Regions from separate parts of the Mus musculus genome. Here regions 1, 3 and 4 are each linked to region 2. The links are chromatin contacts, called in public promoter capture Hi-C maps. All regions are on one chromosome and are shown on one strand. Each heading gives the region's core, a stretch centred on a gene start, on an enhancer-like site or on the middle of the called end of the contact. The rest is flanking DNA. Distances are from core to core; before and after follow the strand shown.

Evidence for each region. Promoter capture Hi-C pulls out the DNA fragments that hold promoters and counts their contacts.
Region 1: a promoter capture Hi-C map of liver shows a contact between it and region 2, with 5 times the contacts expected there. The contact joins the enhancer-like site here to the promoter of Adprhl1 in region 2. A contact is called at or near these places in 4 of 39 promoter capture datasets (the 3T3-L1 cell line, embryonic stem cells, liver and 1 more).
Region 3: a contact with region 2 is called in a promoter capture Hi-C map of embryonic stem cells, with 4 times the contacts expected there. The contact joins the enhancer-like site here to the promoter of Adprhl1 in region 2. A contact is called at or near these places in 10 of 39 promoter capture datasets (the 3T3-L1 cell line, the C10 cell line, the HPC-7 cell line and 6 more).
Region 4: a contact with region 2 is called in a promoter capture Hi-C map of stem cell-derived epiblast-like cells, with 4 times the contacts expected there. The contact joins the promoter of Arhgef7 here to the promoter of Adprhl1 in region 2. A contact is called at or near these places in 1 of 39 promoter capture datasets (stem cell-derived epiblast-like cells) and 1 of 115 datasets of contacts at active chromatin or transcription factors (cardiomyocytes).

Annotation. Positions count from the first base shown.
Region 1 is chr8:11,744,538-11,748,816 of GRCm38.p6, forward strand. All of the region lies in intron 1 of Arhgef7 (Rho guanine nucleotide exchange factor (GEF7)), which reads left to right. Among named protein-coding and RNA genes, the nearest start is that of Arhgef7, 19 kb to the left of the region's middle. Within about 2 kb of position 2,559, at least 15 of the 459 cell types and tissues checked have an H3K27ac peak or open chromatin away from gene starts, as enhancers often do. A contact at or near this core is called in liver, where this site is marked.
Region 2 is chr8:13,252,630-13,256,554 of GRCm38.p6, forward strand. It overlaps Adprhl1 (ADP-ribosylhydrolase like 1), which reads right to left and starts at 1,533. Exons shown (of 7, transcript NM_172750.4): 1 at 1,189-1,533. The coding sequence starts at 1,399. Dcun1d2 (DCN1, defective in cullin neddylation 1, domain containing 2 (S. cerevisiae)) reads right to left here. Exons shown (of 7, transcript NM_001024504.2): 7 at 3,334-3,925.
Region 3 is chr8:11,799,545-11,803,620 of GRCm38.p6, forward strand. Arhgef7 (Rho guanine nucleotide exchange factor (GEF7)) reads left to right here. Exons shown (of 22, transcript NM_001372321.1): 7 at 916-1,010; 8 at 1,229-1,324. Among named protein-coding and RNA genes, the nearest start is that of Tex29, 39 kb to the right of the region's middle. Within about 2 kb of position 2,222, at least 44 of the 459 cell types and tissues checked have an H3K27ac peak or open chromatin away from gene starts, as enhancers often do.
Region 4 is chr8:11,725,969-11,730,234 of GRCm38.p6, forward strand. Arhgef7 (Rho guanine nucleotide exchange factor (GEF7)) reads left to right here and starts at 2,090. Exons shown (of 22, transcript NM_001372321.1): 1 at 2,090-2,448. The coding sequence starts at 2,284.

The DNA of each region.
Region 1 (4,279 bases), core at 1,309-3,808, 1.5 Mb before region 2:
TAGTGGGTTACTCACAGATGCAGAAATGGCTCAAAGACATCACTGGTGCCCGCCCCTATATGGGTGAGAGTTCAAAAAGCTGGGAACCTGGAGCTCACTGCCCAGCCTGCAGGCAGATCAACAGGTTGGAGAGCGTCCTCCCCGGGTTCCTCAGTTGCTCTAAGCCTCTTCCAAGGAAGCAGTGTGTTTCTCCCAAGCAGCTGGTCTGGCCTCAGAGTCTCCTTTGCAGCTCGGCTTGTTTGAGAGTGCCCCTCAGATTAGCTGCACACATCTGAGGGGCACTCTCAGCTTTTATTACTTACTCTTGTGGGCCTGGTGAATCTGGTCAGTTTCAGGGACTTCCTGAGGCTATTCTGAGTTGATCACCTTCCGCTTAAGGAGCTTTCCTGCAGGATGGAGTGTTGCAATCCCAGAGGAAACTCACAGGAGAGCATTCCAGAGAGCAGGGGAGCCCTAGGGCAGCAGCCTCAAGCAGAAACAGGCCTGTCGCAACCGGAAGAGTTGTGGTCTTTAGGTAAAGCCAAGGAGATGGTTCATTCCTGTGTCATTCACTCTCAAGACTGTGTTTCCAAGGAGATAGTTTAGGGATTCTTTAATCCTTACATCAGAATAGTCTGTCCTAAACTGCAGGTTTGGGTGGACCGTGTCTCCCAGCATACCCAGGATGAGCATCCATTGCCTAGACCTTTCATAGCAGATGCATGCTGATGTCCAGACAATGACAGAGCCACAGGAGGTATGTCTCAGGCTATGGACCAGGACTGTTGACTTTTTGTAATCAGACATTACAACAGCCATTGGCACCATGTTTGGGGCTAAGGTCAAGCCAACACTGGTACTTAGAGGCTTTTAGACACAGGTCTTTAATTTACTAATTCACTGAAAAAAAAATTAAGTGGCTATACATATCATACTCACTTAGATTTGTCCCTCTGGTGGTTTGAATGAGACTGGCCTCTATACTCTTCTGTACTTATTTGGCTCCCAGTTCATGGACTGTTTAGGGAGAATTAGGAGGTGTGTTCTTGTCAGAGGAGGTGATGTCACCGAGGACTGGGCTTTGACTGAGCTCTCAGCTACTGCTCCGGCGTCATGTTCCCCTCCATGTTGGTCATGGAGGGGTGGTCTTTGAAACTGTAGGCAAGTCCCCCATCAAATACCTTCTTCTATAAACTGCCTTGGTCTTGGTGCAACCTCACAGCAGTAGAACAATAACGAAGATTGTTCCCAAGACCGTTTATCATTGCAGAGCGCAGGGAGATAGCTGTATGGGGCAGAGTCATCACAAGACACCCCAGATCAGGTTCTCAGCTGAAGATGTATTTATCCCAGAGAGTTAAGGGCAGGGAATAAGAGACAAAGACAGGAGATGGAGGATGAGGAGGAAAGGGAAAAGAGCAAGAGAGAAGAGGAAGAGATATTTGCCCAGGAGGGAGAAAGGACTGCCTCTGGACAGAGAGAAGACAGATATGGCCTGTAGGAAAATGGCCAATGGTATGAAGGCAAAAAGTGAAATTTGAGTTAGGATATCTTTAATTTAATTGGGCATGTTAATTAGGCAGGCCAAAGGGGGTTTTGATTGCTAGACTTCAATACTTTGATAGCTGGACCTTGGTGGTCAGCTTCAGGAGGAGGAAGTGGGCAAATAAGGGACTAGACCTTGGTGGGTAGCTTTAGGAACGTAATCTAACAGTTTAGCGAGGCAGAGGGAATGGGGAAGGGCAAGGCCTGCCAGAGCTGTACTTGCCAGTGCTCCTGCCTGCTGGGGCCCCTCAGTTCCACCCTTTGTTTTATTATTGGGTTTTATTATTAGGTATTGGGTAAGTGGGTATCGTTCTCTCTGGCTGCTTTCTGCTGACACTGGAGTGTCATCAGGGACCCAAGGAAGCTGGGTTGCTGGTCGAGGCCAGGAAGAACAGGCTGTTTCAGTCGATCTCCAGGTTCTGTGGGACCATCTGAAGCTAGGGAAGTGCACTCTGTGAGGATGGGCCTGGATGTACATTTTGAGGAAATAGTTGGAATTGTTGGAGCAATCTGTAGTTGATTTGAAGTCTGCTGGAACAGATAGAGACAGGGAAAGTTAAGTAGTTTAGATTTTTTTTTTTAAAATTTTGGATGTACATTTGAAACGTTTAGGCCCATAGTTCTGGTAGTTGGAATGAGGAATCCCAAGGCCAGAGAATGGGGAAGAGATTTTTGCCCTTAGGAAGAAGTAGGTGAGGAAACAGGCCTACTTCCTGTAGGTTGACTGGAGTGCTTATCTGGAGTTGTTGAGAGGAGCCAGGGAAATTTAGATTGGCTGCGTAAGGTTAATTGGAGAACACCTGTCATCTGTAAGCAAAATGCTCTGTAAACTCTGTGCATGACAGGTTTGCGGTGCCTAGTGTCAAGGAGGGAAAGTGCACAGGAGAGAGGGAGGGCAAGGATGAGGGGGAGGGGAGCGTGGGCAGTGGGGCAGTTTGCATCCGGAAGTCAGGGCGGCTGTTCCTGAGGTGTGTCAGTTGAACAGAAACTGGTGTGAACACCCTGGAGGAGAGTGACCTGGCAGAGAGGAGAGCAAGCAAAAAAGTCTTATGGTAGGAGGGGCCTGCCCAGGCCCTGGAAGAACAGGGTTGGCACAAGTGAGACAGCAGCTGACTGGTGGAGTTAGAGCGGGAGCCTGAACTTAGAGCACAGGCCCGAGGGGCTGGCTGTGATCAGACTTCTCAGAGCTGCCTGAGGTTCCCAGAGACATCGAGCACAAAGTACAAGTTCCTGTATTGTCCCCCTTTGGTCCCCCACAGCCTCCCCATGTCAGCACCCCCCATAGGCATGGTGCGCCTGGTTACAACTAATGGCAAATATTGATATGTGATTATTGTCCCAGAGATGAGTAATCAGAGCTTCCTGACCCCAGGGACCGAGGCCACAAAGTTGAAGATCCCAGGGCCACCCTTGGTAAGAGCTTTTGTGTCATGTCATAGCAGGACAGAAGGGCAGGTGAGCACTTAAGGGGCAGAGAGAAGCCGGCCAGACCACCCCCTCTCATTAGACACCTCCGCCTGCTGTGGCTGTTAGCCCTCCAAGAGGTCAGATTTCAGCATGAGCTGCAGGGACATTGAGATAATAGCAATTAGTAGCCCAGGTTCAGTTTCCTAGGCTCCACTCAGCTCGGTTCTTGACAAGTGTGTAATGGTGTACATGTGCTTCACAGCATAGCAGGGCACAGCCTCTCTGCCACCAGATCCCTGCCTCTCCGTGTCCTCCTGCAGCCATGGGCAGCTACTGACCTTCAAATGTACCCAACGTCTGTCTCCGGACACGGCCTAGACGCATGGTGTTTTTTCCAGGTGTTGTCTTCAAGGGCAGACTCGGAGGCCCGTCTTACTTTGACCCTGTAGCTGTGATCAACAACTTGGGTTTATTTATCTTACAACTCTCAGGTCACTCCATTACTGGGGGGAGGGGGAGTCAAGGCAGGAACTGAAGCAGAGGGGAGGGCAGAATGCTGTTCACTGGCTGGCTTTTCATGGCTGGCTCAGTCTGCTTTCCTAGAGCTCCCAGTACTACCTACCCAGGGGCAGCACTCCCCACAGTGGGCTAAGCCCTTCCAATCAATCTTTGACCAAGAAAATACTACCATATGCTTGCTTGATGCTATGGCTTGGGCCAGTGTCCCTCAGAGCCTGCATGTTAAAGCTTGTTCACCAAGCTCTGGAAGACCGTAGAACCTTTAAGCGGTGGGTGAGGCGTGACCACTGAGGGTGAGCTCCTGAAGGAGAGGCAAGTCCTTGGTCTTTTCCTCTTCCTCTCTCTGCTCTTTGGCTGCCATGAATGAACGAACAGCTTCCTCTGCTGTGCAACCCTGCTGTCATGTGCTGTCTTCACATAAGACTCAAACCCCTGGGACCGAGGAACCAAACCTGAGCTATGAGCACAGACAAGCTTTTCCTCTTTATGACGTGTGCGTTGTCTCTGGTGTTTGTTATAGTAGTGGAAAGCTGACGAATTCTTGACACCAATGAGCTGTCCATTCAGATCTTACTTGCCTTTCTGTGTTTTAGATTTAGTTTATGTCCGTGGCTTTGTACTATGTGCACACAGCTCATCTAGAAGCCAGAAGAGGGCATTGGAGTCTCTAGAACTGTAGTTAAGACTGCTTGCTGTGAGCCATCATGTGGGTGCTGGGACTTGAATCTGGGTCCTCTGCAAGAACAGCCAGTGAGTGCTCTTAACTGTTGAGCCAGCAATCCCACCCCCTTTACTCATATTTTAAATTGAGCTATTTGTTGTCTATTTT
Region 2 (3,925 bases), core at 283-2,782:
GCCACCACGCCCGGCTTCTGACTGTAGTTTTAAGTCCTGTTCTCCAGAGGTTGTGAGCTGTGGTGTGCTCTGAGCTGTACTATCGACCATAAAAGCAGATAAGTATGCCCCCAAAATATGAGAGGAAATAAAGATTTGGAATTCATAATACTTTCGAAGCATCTCGATCCCCGTAGTGTGGTGAAAGCACCTCAGCAGTGTGCTTTCTTCTGCCTCGTTATTCAGGGGCAAGTTGATGATATTCCTATACAATGACCACAGAATCCATAAATACCTGCGTTTCATCATGAGGTACACTCAGAAAGATGCTTCACCATTTTCAACAAGCTGTGACACCATATCTTATCAATGTGTGTCTGCTCTATTTAGAGACACGGCATTGGTGGCATTCCTATACAGTGACCACAGAACTAAGCTGGGCGTGCTCACGACAGACGGACAGAGCAGGGAATGCGTATGTGGGGTCTGTTGGCTCAACTGCTGGCCTCAGGCCTCAGTTTTGCAACGATGGCATGCCAGACCTGCAGGGTATTACCATCACACTGTGTCGAGAAAAGACACACGGCGCTTGTATATGGGCGCGTCTCTGAAATCCAGGTAACATTTTGTTGATTTTAGCTCCTTAGGAAACAAGCTTTGTTCTTCCATGTCCAAAACTCTTCCTTAGACAATTTACTCATAAATTACGCCCAAACTGGATCGCTCGGACAGACAGCTCAACCTTAATTATTTGGATCGGAGATGCCACCCCCAAACAATGTTATCTCAGTGGGCCCACATTTCAAGCTCTTCTTTATAGACTTAGAATAAGATGCTCAGCCTCTGCAGTGCACCTATGTCTGTCTGTGCTTTGTCTCCCCCACCCCTGCCCCGCCCTGCAGAGCAGCTCCTAGAGGGTTGCTCACCTAACACAGAGACAAGCGAACACTGTTCAGAACCAGGAGCTTAATTATCTGCCAAGGGCTGCTGTCCCCTAAAGACACTCAGGAGAAACATGACCTGCCCGCTGCCTCTCAGGCTCCAGGTCTTGGGGGAATATTAAATCCCTGCCTTCAGCAACAGTGTCAGGTAACACAGGGCTCTAAGACACCACCTTCAGGGTTCTTGGTACTGGTTTGCTATCAACCCAGGTGGCCTGTCTTTCTACCCCAGCACACTTGGAGCCACGAATACGCCAGTCAGTCCTACCTGTGGTCAGGGCTTCAGCAGTCGCCATGTGCATGATGGTGTTGTCGCTCACTGGCCACCTCCCAGGTGAGAGCACAAGGCTGTCCAGCCCCCCTGTCTTTTGCAGCTCCTCCTGGATTGAGCCTAAAACGCTGTTCTCCCTGCAGATGTTTCCATAGCCGAGGGCATCTCCAACACTCCCCAACAGCATTGCAGCCTTGAACTTCTCCATCTTGGAAGGTGACCCCTCTTACCCTGCGGTTGCCTTTGTCCTCTCCTGGCCACCCTTAGCCAGCCCCGCTGACATTTATACTGGTCATTGTATCACCATCCAGCACTCTCCAAATGACCAGGCGTTCCTTCCCTGCCTTGGCAGGTGGCACCAATGAGATAAAGGCTCAGAGCTCACCACGTGGGAGCTGTTTGGGACACGCTGGCTCTCCAGCAAAGGAGTCTGCTGGCACCAGTGTACACCCAGCCAGCTCAGCCCAGCTCAGAGCCCGTGAGCTGTGCTACTCTGTCAGCACCTTGGTGAGTTGTGCCCCCTGCTGGCAGAGCGACATACCACAATGAGAACATACTGCTCCATCCCGGTTCCTTGACCATCTGCTCTGCCCTACCTTCAGACAGACACACTCCTTTTGCCCCTTCTTGTCTGCCCTCTTTCACTCAGCATAAAACTGAGGCCCACCCATTGTAGTTTTATGCTTTTAGAAAACTTTTCTGGCTGGGCAGTGGTGATACACGCCTCTAGTTTCAGCATTCAGCATTCAGGAGGCAGGGGCAGGTGGATCCCTGAGTTTGAGGCCAACCAGGTCTACAGAGTGAGTTCCAGGACAGCCAGGGCTACACAGAGGAACCCTGCCTCAAAAACAAAACAAAAAAAACAAAACAAAAAAAAAACCAACAACAAAAAACAAACAAAACCCATCCCTTATTATAAAATTGAGGGCTGTGGGCTGCAGTAGACCCGACAGAGCAATGTTACCTAATGTATACAAGGCCCTTGGTCTGATCCTCAGTTCCATTAAAACCATGACATGAGAGAAAACCTTACAAGAACGAGAACTCCCAGCTCCTGTGAAAAAGTGTTCTCTCACAACTTAGTGTCCAGTAAGGGGCTCCAGTGCTAACCTTTAGTGATGCGTGTCTATACAAACAAACTTCACTTGTTGTAAACATCACTGCCTGCTCATGGAATTATTAAATAATGAGGATGGATAGGTGCACTTTATAAAGCCAGGCTTCTTGGTTTGAAATGACCTAGGTCAACCACCTCCCTATACCCTGTCTCAAGCACAAACCTTGCAGCCTCAGACATTGCTGGCCCTCTTGTGACGTAAATCTGTCACCCAGAATTGGCAGTGCATCACTTGGACTTAGAATACAATTGGAAAGAACTTTAGTGTGTAACAAGACGCCCTTCCTGCTGGCCCAACTCTCAGTCTGAAGCAGTCCCACAAATCCAGAAGGTACATAGCTCCCATCCAGACAGACAAACAGCAGAAGCCAGCAGGAGCCAGCTCCCACTTACGGTGTACCAACTTATGGACAAGTGTGACCTGGCTCAAGGAGTGAGGTCCAAGGACTCTTGGGAGAGGCTTTGTTGTGGATGTTTGGAAACCACTTCTACACTATTCGGTCAAAATCACACACAAGATAAGGCTGCCTCACTAGTCTGTCTACCTGACATTCACAGAGCCCCTTCTGTTACAGGATGCTAGGCACAGCAAAAGAAGCTGGGAAGTTGACTTCTGCGCCCACAGAGCATCAAGTATGAACTGCACTGAACATTTAAACTACCACAACTCAGCACCTACGTCACTTAGACAAGGAGTATGCTGTCTCCTCTGGGAAGTGGAACAGATTACATGCATCTCCTAAACCTGTGGTGTTGGGTAAATATGTTCTAGATATAATCTTAGCTGTAGTAGCATATTCTGATAGACGGCCCCCACATTCCAGCATATTGGGCAGAGAAAGCGACCTGGAGGGATGGAGCTGTCTGTCTGTCTCCAACATGCTACTTACCTGGTGAGGATGCAATGTGGCAAGGGCTTGCTTGCTGTCACTACAGAGGCTCTTTCTGTTGCTCCAAGACAAAGCCCAGGACCTTGATGTGCACAGGTAGGTATTTGTGCAACCAAGAATAAAGGACATCACAACACCAGGGAAAATATTTTATTTACTATGTCTGAAGTTTTCAGCATTTCTGTAACATGCACAATTCAAGTGTAAATAAGAGAACAGAAAGCACAATTGTTTAAAAAGCCTTTATCAATTACTGGTATGTCACAGCCTATTGACAATCCCATAGAACTTAACTTATTTATGCTTGTTTGCCTATTTGTTTTACTGTGTGAGTACATGTGTGTGGGGAGTACATGCATTTCATGGCACATGTGTGGAGGTCAGAGGACAACTGGAGAAGTCACTTCTCCCCTCCACCACGTGGCTCGCAGGGACTGAACTCAGGCTGGGCAGCACATGCCTTCACCTGCTCAATCATATCACTGCTCCTTTCCCTGAAGAATGTTAAATCTTAGAAATAAGAATGTATTGCAGACCTTCAAGATTTAGTTCTTTGTATCTATAAACTTCTCTGAACAGAAGTTAACTACAAGTCAGGAACCCACAAAGCCTGGAAGGAAGTTGTTTTCCAGGTTTTCACTAAGTCAGTTTGGTTACGTACGCTCTCAAAGATGTCCCGGTTGTCCCTTGACAGACCTGCGCTGACAGGCCACTAGTGATGTCATCT
Region 3 (4,076 bases), core at 972-3,471, 1.5 Mb before region 2:
TTTCCTAGGCCTTTCTTTTATCTTCAGTGCATGTTTTGTGGGGGGGGATCCAGGCATCACACTGTCTGATCAAAGTCTCTGTTTCCCACATGTTTAGCTCAGGTTTTAGATCCAGTCAGGATAAAGCTCATGTACTAAGTTGGGATATGTCTTACATGCAGGCTAAGTCCATTACCTCAGTGCCTGAAACGAGAACTTTGTGGGATTCTGGAATTTGGGAAATATTTGCATAGATTTCACTGGTTTGAATATCCCTAAACTCAAACTCTGAAATGGCCCAAAGTGTAAACCCACAGCATCATGGTAGTGCTCAAAACGTTTAATAGTCTCGATCACTTTGAGTCTGGGCTGTTTTGCTTCGGGATGCTCAGCTGCATACAAGAACGCGTGGGTTTTATCTAGTTCAGTGAGCTTCAGCAAGTGTGCTGACCCGGGTAGCCTTGTACCCAAATTAGAATTCAGAGCCAGTCTGTCCCCTACCCTCCTCTCCTGGTCATTGTAGGTTAGTTTTCTGCTCCTAGACTAGCTGGATGAGTTGTGTGTGTGGTACTTGCTGGTGGCTTGTTCTGCACCATACAGCATTTTAAGAGTCACATCTGCCCATAGATGCTTTTGAGAGTGTCTACAGTCTGTCCTTTGTAATTTAAGTAGACCTGGCCTGGCTTGTCCAAGGATGGACTTTGGCACTTTGACAAAATCTAGGTATGCCTGTTGTCAGTAAGACAAAGTCAGACCTCTGGCCTTCATAATTCATCAACTAGGGTTAGCAGTTAATAACCACAAAAGAATAATGCCAGTAAGTGTGTTAGTATTGCATGTCAGCAACAAAGAGACTGGCTCAATGGGTTGGACTTGCTGGAGCTCATAACCTGTCAGATGCCTCTTGCCATGTGAGTGACGGCCATGTCTCACCAGGTGCTACAGAACATCCTGGAAACAGAGCATGAGTATTCCAAGGAGCTGCAGTCTGTGCTGTCCACCTACCTGCGGCCACTGCAGACCAGTGACAAGTAAGTTGGCCAGAACATGCGTGCGTTGACTGCCTGCTGGCTGGTCCCCCTGTCTGTGTTTGCAGAGGAGGGAGGAGGGTGAGGTGGTGGGTGGAGGTCAGAGTGCCCGCTTGCTGCGGGCACAGCATCGTGTTCATCAGACTAGGGCCCTTAATAACACTTTGTGGGAGGAAGTCAGACCACTGACAGTCTTCTACTTTGGTTTTTCTTGGCCTTAGGTTGAGTTCAGCAAACACTTCATATTTAATGGGAAATCTAGAGGAAATATCTTCCTTCCAGCAAGTGCTTGTACAGTCCCTAGAAGAATGCACGAAGTAAGTAAACCAGCTGAAGCGCTTACAGATGCAAGTGCGTTTAGTTGCTATCAAAAGCACCAAGTCCAGCCGGGCGTGGTGCCGCACGCCTATAATCCCAGCACTCGGGAGGCAGGGGCAGGTGGATTTCTGAGTTCGAGGCCAGCCTGGTCTACAAAGTGAGTTCCAGGACAGCCAGGGCTATACAGAGAAACCCTGTCTCGAAAAACCAAAAAAAAAAAAAAAAAAAAAAAGGCATGAAGTTTAACATAATTTTAGAATTAACAGTTCTGAAGATATAAAAAAGCTAGTTTTTTTTTTTTTTTTTTTTCTTTAAGTAGTTTTGTAGTAGAAGCTGTGAATTAGGCTGGCTGGGTTTTATGACATGGTTTTTAGCCTGGGAAAGACTTCAGGAGAGTGAGAGTTTAAGCTGATGAAGGAGGGCACAGCAGGCTTAACTGTTTACATGCCGTGTGCTGTGGAGGGTAGTTTTTTTCCAGTGTTTTCTTCTAGTTTTGTGTTACTCTGGCCTGCAAATAACCATGTCTGGGTAGCATGGCTTGGGCTTGTAGAAGTAAGCACAGGGTTACTTTTCATATATGCTCTTTATTTACTGAGTTCCTAACATGTGCCAGGCAGTAATCTCAATGTTTATTCATTAACTCCTTTAAATGGCCTATGGAGGGAGGTGGGGGTTAAGATACAAAGAGTAGTGGACTAGAATGTGGCCGGGCTCACTCCCGCAGTGGGAAGTACCCATCGGTTCTGAGATGACCCCCACGCCCCCACCCTGCTCCCCCAGATTCTCCAGAGCTGCTTCTCCCTTGCTTTTGGTGGTTGAGTGTTCTCAGAATGTGTTTGGCCGTCAGCTTTCCTCTCACATACTGTTTCAGTTGACAGGATTCCTTTCTTACGATTCACTGCATTCCTGCTAGATGGCATAAAGAGTTTTCCCCATTCAATACCAGCGACACTGCTGTGGGAATGTTAACCGTGGCTTATTAATTTCCTTCTATAATAAAATGAATTCTGGGGCCAGAGAGATGGCTAGGTGGGTAGAGCTGCTTGTCTCCAAGTCAGAGGACTTGACTTCTGTCCCCAGGACCTTCCTATATAAGAGATCTCTGAACAAGAGACTTCTGATCTCTCCACAGGGGCTGTGGTGTGTGCACAGACATGTATGTGTACACAAGTGTAAAAACATTTTTTTAATAAATTTGGGCTGGCAAGATGACTCAGCGGGTAAGAGCACTAACTGCTCTTCCAGAGGTCCTGAGTTCAAATCCCAGCAACCACATGGTGGCTCACAACCATCTGTAATGAGATCTGACGCCCTCTTCTGGTGTGTGAGGTCAGCTACAGTGTACTTATGTATAATAATAAATAAATCTTAAAAAAATAAACTCTGAGAATCTTCATTGTGTCTTAAAAGGTTTCAAATAAGGTGTACAGAAGTTTAGAATTTTCTTGTATTTTATTATGAAAAACAAATTAACATTCTGTTAAAATAGATAATAGATCCTCACTTTGGGGACAATGGGGATGTTATTGAACTAAAATACTCAGTGTGGTAATAGTAAAAGTGTCTCGCAATAGTAAAAGCTACCCCAACACACCAGCTCTTGTTCCTTGCAGAGTACAGGCTGCTGCTGCTGCTTACCTGCATTTTGAGACAGGGGCCTGGAGTTAATAAGAGGACCTGGGTTCTATTCCCAGTACCCACATGGCAGCTCACAGGCACCTGCAACCCCAGTTCCAGGGGATCCAACTCCTAATTTTTGGCCTCCACAAGCAGCCATGAGTTACACAGGCATATATGCCAGCAGAACACCCATACATAAAAAATTATAAAAAGAAAAAACAGAGACAAGATCTTGATAAGGCTCCAGGCTTGAGCTGAGTCTCTCAGTAGTCCAGGCTGCCTCTACTCCTGCTCCTCCTGCCAGTGTCCTTTGTGAGTGGGATCATAGTGTAACCTGCAGCAGCAGGTTTCAGAGAAGTCAGGATGCTGCTGAGATTTGGGGCAAGGCCCCAAGCCCAGCTTTGAGGTGCTTTTGTCTTGAGGCAGCGTCAAGTTTGCTGTCGGCTGGGCCTGGAGTGTGGCCTAAGGCAGAGAGACAGTAGACACAGTCCTGGAAGAGACACAGTGGGGTCTGGGGTTGGAGTTTCAGAGCCACCCTCCCCCAGTCTGTTGAGTTGAGTTGAGTCTGCTCTCTCAGACCCTGGTAGGTGGCTGTGGTTCACGCTCCTGCAGTCTCCTAGTCCTGGTCTCACTTACGAAGTCATAGTGAAGCGCAGGCGACTGCTGGCCTGGGAGTGCCTCCTGTGCTACCTCTGCCTGCAGGCTGGTGTCACCTCTGCTCCCAGACACTGTCTGCGGGAAGTCTCTCTTGGACAGGAGCTTCCCACCTGTTTCTCTTTTCTCCTTGTCTTTCTCTTGTCAGGCAGGTGTCTGGCCGTCGAGTGAGTCAGTTGAAGGCAGAGAGCCTCTCAGCCCTCTGTGAAGCTTCGGGTGGCTGTTGCTAGGCTCCAACGTGAGATGCTGTGTTGTCTGGGTTAGGGCTTACCAGTGAAGTGTGGGAACCACTTCCTGCACGGACACTCACATCTGTGTGCCTTGGCCGTTCTGCCCAGTCCTATGGTTATTTCTTTGATTTGCCTGTGCTTGTGTCTTTTCCATTTTGGAACTTTGGTGTGGTGCACAGCAGTATGTCCCTTGGTCATGTCCTCTGCTTTCTTTTCTGGTTCCTAGGACTCCATTCTCCCACTGTCC
Region 4 (4,266 bases), core at 840-3,339, 1.5 Mb before region 2:
AGGAAGCCACATCTCTCATCAGCGGAGACCATGCTGGCACATGTACTGCGTTAGGGTTCTCCAAAGAAATGAAGCCACAGAATATCACACAGCAGTAAAGGGTACATTCTTAGGTGTCCAAGTGTATTAGCTAACATCTATTAATCCAGCAATTACCACCTGTCTGTCAATCATCTATTATCCATCGATATCAGCCAATCAGCTGCTTGTTTAAGGAGAGATCCATCACAGGGTACTGGCTCAGGTATGTAGGGAAGATGGCTAATCCACTTCTCCAGGAGGCTCAGGCTGGAGTGAGGGCTTCTGACATTCCAGTTGGTGTTTCTCTACCCATGGGGAGAAGGGCATTTCCTCTCCTCAGTCTTGTAGCAGGGATTTAGAAAATGCCAAGGAAATTTGACCAAGGGTTCACCTTGGACACCAGAAGTGCTCAGCGAAGCTCCTCAATGACACAGTTGTGAGCAGGGCTACTTTCTAGGATCTCCTCCAAATAATGATTCGAAATTAGCGTGTACTGGGGTTAAAAGAAGGTGATCTGTAAGGTTATCATTTAGCAGCTCAGGGGCTTTTTTTCCAGAATGAACGGGTGTAGTCAATGGTCCAGTCTGACCGTTGGTTCCCAACTTCCTCTGTCTATTAAGTCGGCCTCTGCCTGGCTTCCTTAGGGCCACTTGACAGTCAATATATGTAGCTATCTTTGTGTACTGCGTGATAAGGCCAGACCTAGTCTAACAGGATTTAAAAATAGTAACGAGTAAATTTTTCAATTCAGCACTAGGGAAAGCTTCTTCCGGGTTGAGCAGCTTTGGTCGATAGACTCGGGCGTCGGTGATCAGTTTTGCATTGCCACTCTCTGGACCTCCACAGGGAAGCAAGATGGGAAACTGGCTGATGTGGGGCTCCTAGGGCAGGGTACCTCTCATATGTAACCAGGAAAATGGACAAAAAGTGAGGCTTGGGTCTGTCGGTGGTAAAGACACCGTAATTGCAGCAGTGGTTGGTTAGGGCTGGCTAGCGCTGCTCTGAAGGCAGCTGCCACCACAGAGAAGCTGGCCCTCAACAAACTTCACACTATTTTAATGCTTTGTTTGTGTCTGGAACAGAAATGTAGTCATTTAGCCAGAAGATGCTATTAAACGCAATCGATGGTGGTGATGGAAGCACCTGGAGAATGCAGAGAAGAGAGTCGAACCTGTGATCATTTTTTTGTTTTGTTTTTGTTTTTTGTTTTTAATTGACAGCATCGCATGGCTTCTAGCCTTGAGCAGTTACTGGATGAACGTGCGTGCCTGGCCCAGGGGAAAGGTCTCCTGGGACACTGCAAGCTTTATTTTAAACTGTCGAGGAGTGCCAGCCAGCAGGGAAAGCATAGGACCAGTGGCGGGAGTAAGTGGAAATATGTGTCGATTGACGGTGAGCCCTCACCTACTCCCCCCTTCCCCCAAGGCTCCTGTCACACATCCTTTGCGCTGGAAGAGGACGCCCAAGTTCTGGGCCTAAGCGTGGACAGCACGCTTTCCAGCGGACACCCACCCGAGGTTGCGATGTGCTCTTGATCGCTGGACACGTCACCGTCAATTTCACAAGGAGTCATGCAAGGCTTCTGGCTACTAAGGTCGTCCGCGCCCGCCGCCCCCCATCTCCGCTCCCGCCCCCCGCCTCCAGTGGCCTTGCAGCCAGCCGCTTAGCATCGCGCCCGCGTTCCCGACGCTCGTTCCTGCCCGAGTGAGACCCATCTGGTCACAGATCTAACGAGCATGTGCGTGCCATCCCCGCCGGCTGGCGAGGTGGCGAAGAGACGCCCGCGCCCCGCAGTCGGCGGGCTAGCTCAAGAGAGCATTCTGGGAAGCGCTTACTAATCGCGCGCCGCCCTACCCACAAAGGCGCGCAGCCCCGGGGCGCGCGGGCGGCGCAGGTGAGCGGGGGGCGCGCCAGCTGTCGTGCGCCGGGGCTGGCGCGGGGTGCGCGCGGGCGGCCGCCGCGTCTTTCTTCTCCGGTGATGTCATCGGGCGACGGCGGCCGCGGCCGGGGGGCGGCGGCGGGGGCGGTGCCGGGCGCCCGCAGGTTCCTGCGCCGCTAATGAAAAGGCACTTGACAGCGGGCCAGGGCGCGCGCGAGCCCGCGGAGCGGAGCGGGACCTGCTGGGCCGGCCGGGCCAATCGCCGGCGCGCGGCCGCCCATGGGCGCGGAGGCGGCGGGGGCGCGGGTGGCCGCGGCCCGGGCCGCTCCGAGGTGATCGCGCGCGGCGCCCCCTCTGTGCGCGCAGCCCGAGCCGCCGCAGCGATGAATTCTGCCGAGCAGACCGTTACGTGGCTCATCACCCTGGGCGTGCTGGAGTCGCCCAAGAAAACCATCTCGGACCCTGAGGTCTTCTTGCAGGCGTCGCTCAAGGACGGGGTGGTCCTATGCCGGCTGCTGGAGCGCCTGCTGCCCGGGACCATCGAGAAAGTAAGTGGCCATGGCACGGTCTTCGGGTGGGTCCCCGGCCCGGGCGGGCGGCGGGCGGCGGGGCGCGCGGGAGCACCTGGCGCGCGCCGGCTCGGGGCCCGCGCGCCCTCCTTTGTGCGCGGACCCGGCGGCGCGCAAGGCGCGGGGACCGGCGGCGGGAGTTCGGGGCGCCATTGTGTGCGGGGCGCCGGGAAGGGGACCCGCCCTGAGAGCACAGACAGCGGAGGGGGCCGCGGTGACGCTCGGGGCCGGCTCGGGGTCACGAGAAGGAGAGTTGGCTGTGCCGGCGGCGGTGGGGTTCTGCTCCACCCTAACGTGAAGTTGGGAGGTCGGCTTCGCCCCTCGCCGACACCGATCGGAAAACCTCGTCTCTGTGCCGCGCAGCTTTCTGCGATGGCTTTGTTTGAACGGTTTCGTCGCTGCCTTTGCAGTCTGACTCTTGCGTTGAATGGACCGGTGGCTGGGCATGTTTAAAGGATGCATCAAAAGCCAAGGGAGGGCCGAGCTGTGAAATGACTTACTGCCTTCCCCATCAAGGGATTCTTCACTCAGCCAAGCCTGCAGAACAGCGCACACAGGGTGCTGAAGCCCGATTTCTTTGGGGATGGGTCAGAATTTTTATCCTCACTGCCTGCTAGATTTGGAGCTGTCTGCCTGCTGCTGCTGGCTGCTGGCTCCCTGGCTCTGCAGTGTGAACCTTGACCACCGCTCTGGGTGACCAAAGTTTGTTTTCGTTTGTAAGCTCACAGAGCGGGCCGGGTCAGGGGTTGGGAGCACTTCTAAGAACAACCATGTTTTATAGGTCAAAAAATAATAAAGTCCTGTGTTCAAGATTATGCCAATACACAGTTTACAAGAAAACTTAAGATCCTTAGTAATTTAAAAGGTGTTAAGTACAGAAATGGAAGTGTCCCATAATTAGGAAGAAGTAACACTTCTTAATGGAGTACACACACACACACACACACACACACACACACATGCACATACACACAGACAGGCCCTAGGCAGGACACTCTGTTAATGCATATTAAGTGACCTGAAAAAGCAGAAATTCTAATTGTATTCATAAATTGGCATGCTGCAGTGTCAGAAAACATTTACCATGAGTTCCACATGCGTACCACAGGTTTTAGGTGTTTTCTTGAACATTGTATTGAAAACGACATGCATCTTAGAAGGACTAACTGATGTGGGAAACACTGTTTATAAGTGGGGCAGATCAATAAAGTTACAATTTTAAGATGCAACGACTGAAGAGAGCAGGGTGTGACTTGCCAGACACTGAGAAAACCCGGCTGTCCCCTGGCCATTGGTGATAATAAAAGACAGACGTCTGAGTGAGACACATGCTAAGGTTCTTAAAGATAACCCTGTTCTGTTTCTGAGGCAAAGCTGTAAAAAGATTCCTGTGCTATGTCAATGGACATGTTCCCATCCATGAACACGTCACGTGACATGTTTGCAGCGTTGATGTGGTCAGGCAAACTTCAAAAATTCATATTCTATTTTAAATTCTAGAAAGATCCCGTGAGGAAGTTGCAGCGCCTCTTTCATCTCTGACACAACACAGAGAGAGATGAATAAAAAGGGCTAGCCTCTGGCAGCTAGATTGGTCTCAAACATTCTGAAACTACAGTCGAGTGGAAATCTCTTGGGTCGGTGTTGTTTTAACTCTCTTTTTGAAGGCTGATGACCCTGTACAGATAGTCCCTGGCTCTTGAGTGAGGGGTATTTGTGGGGAGTAAACCATCAGCCACTGTCTGAAATTCTGGATTCCACGAGTTTGCATCTGCCATGAAGTCATCCGCACTTGGC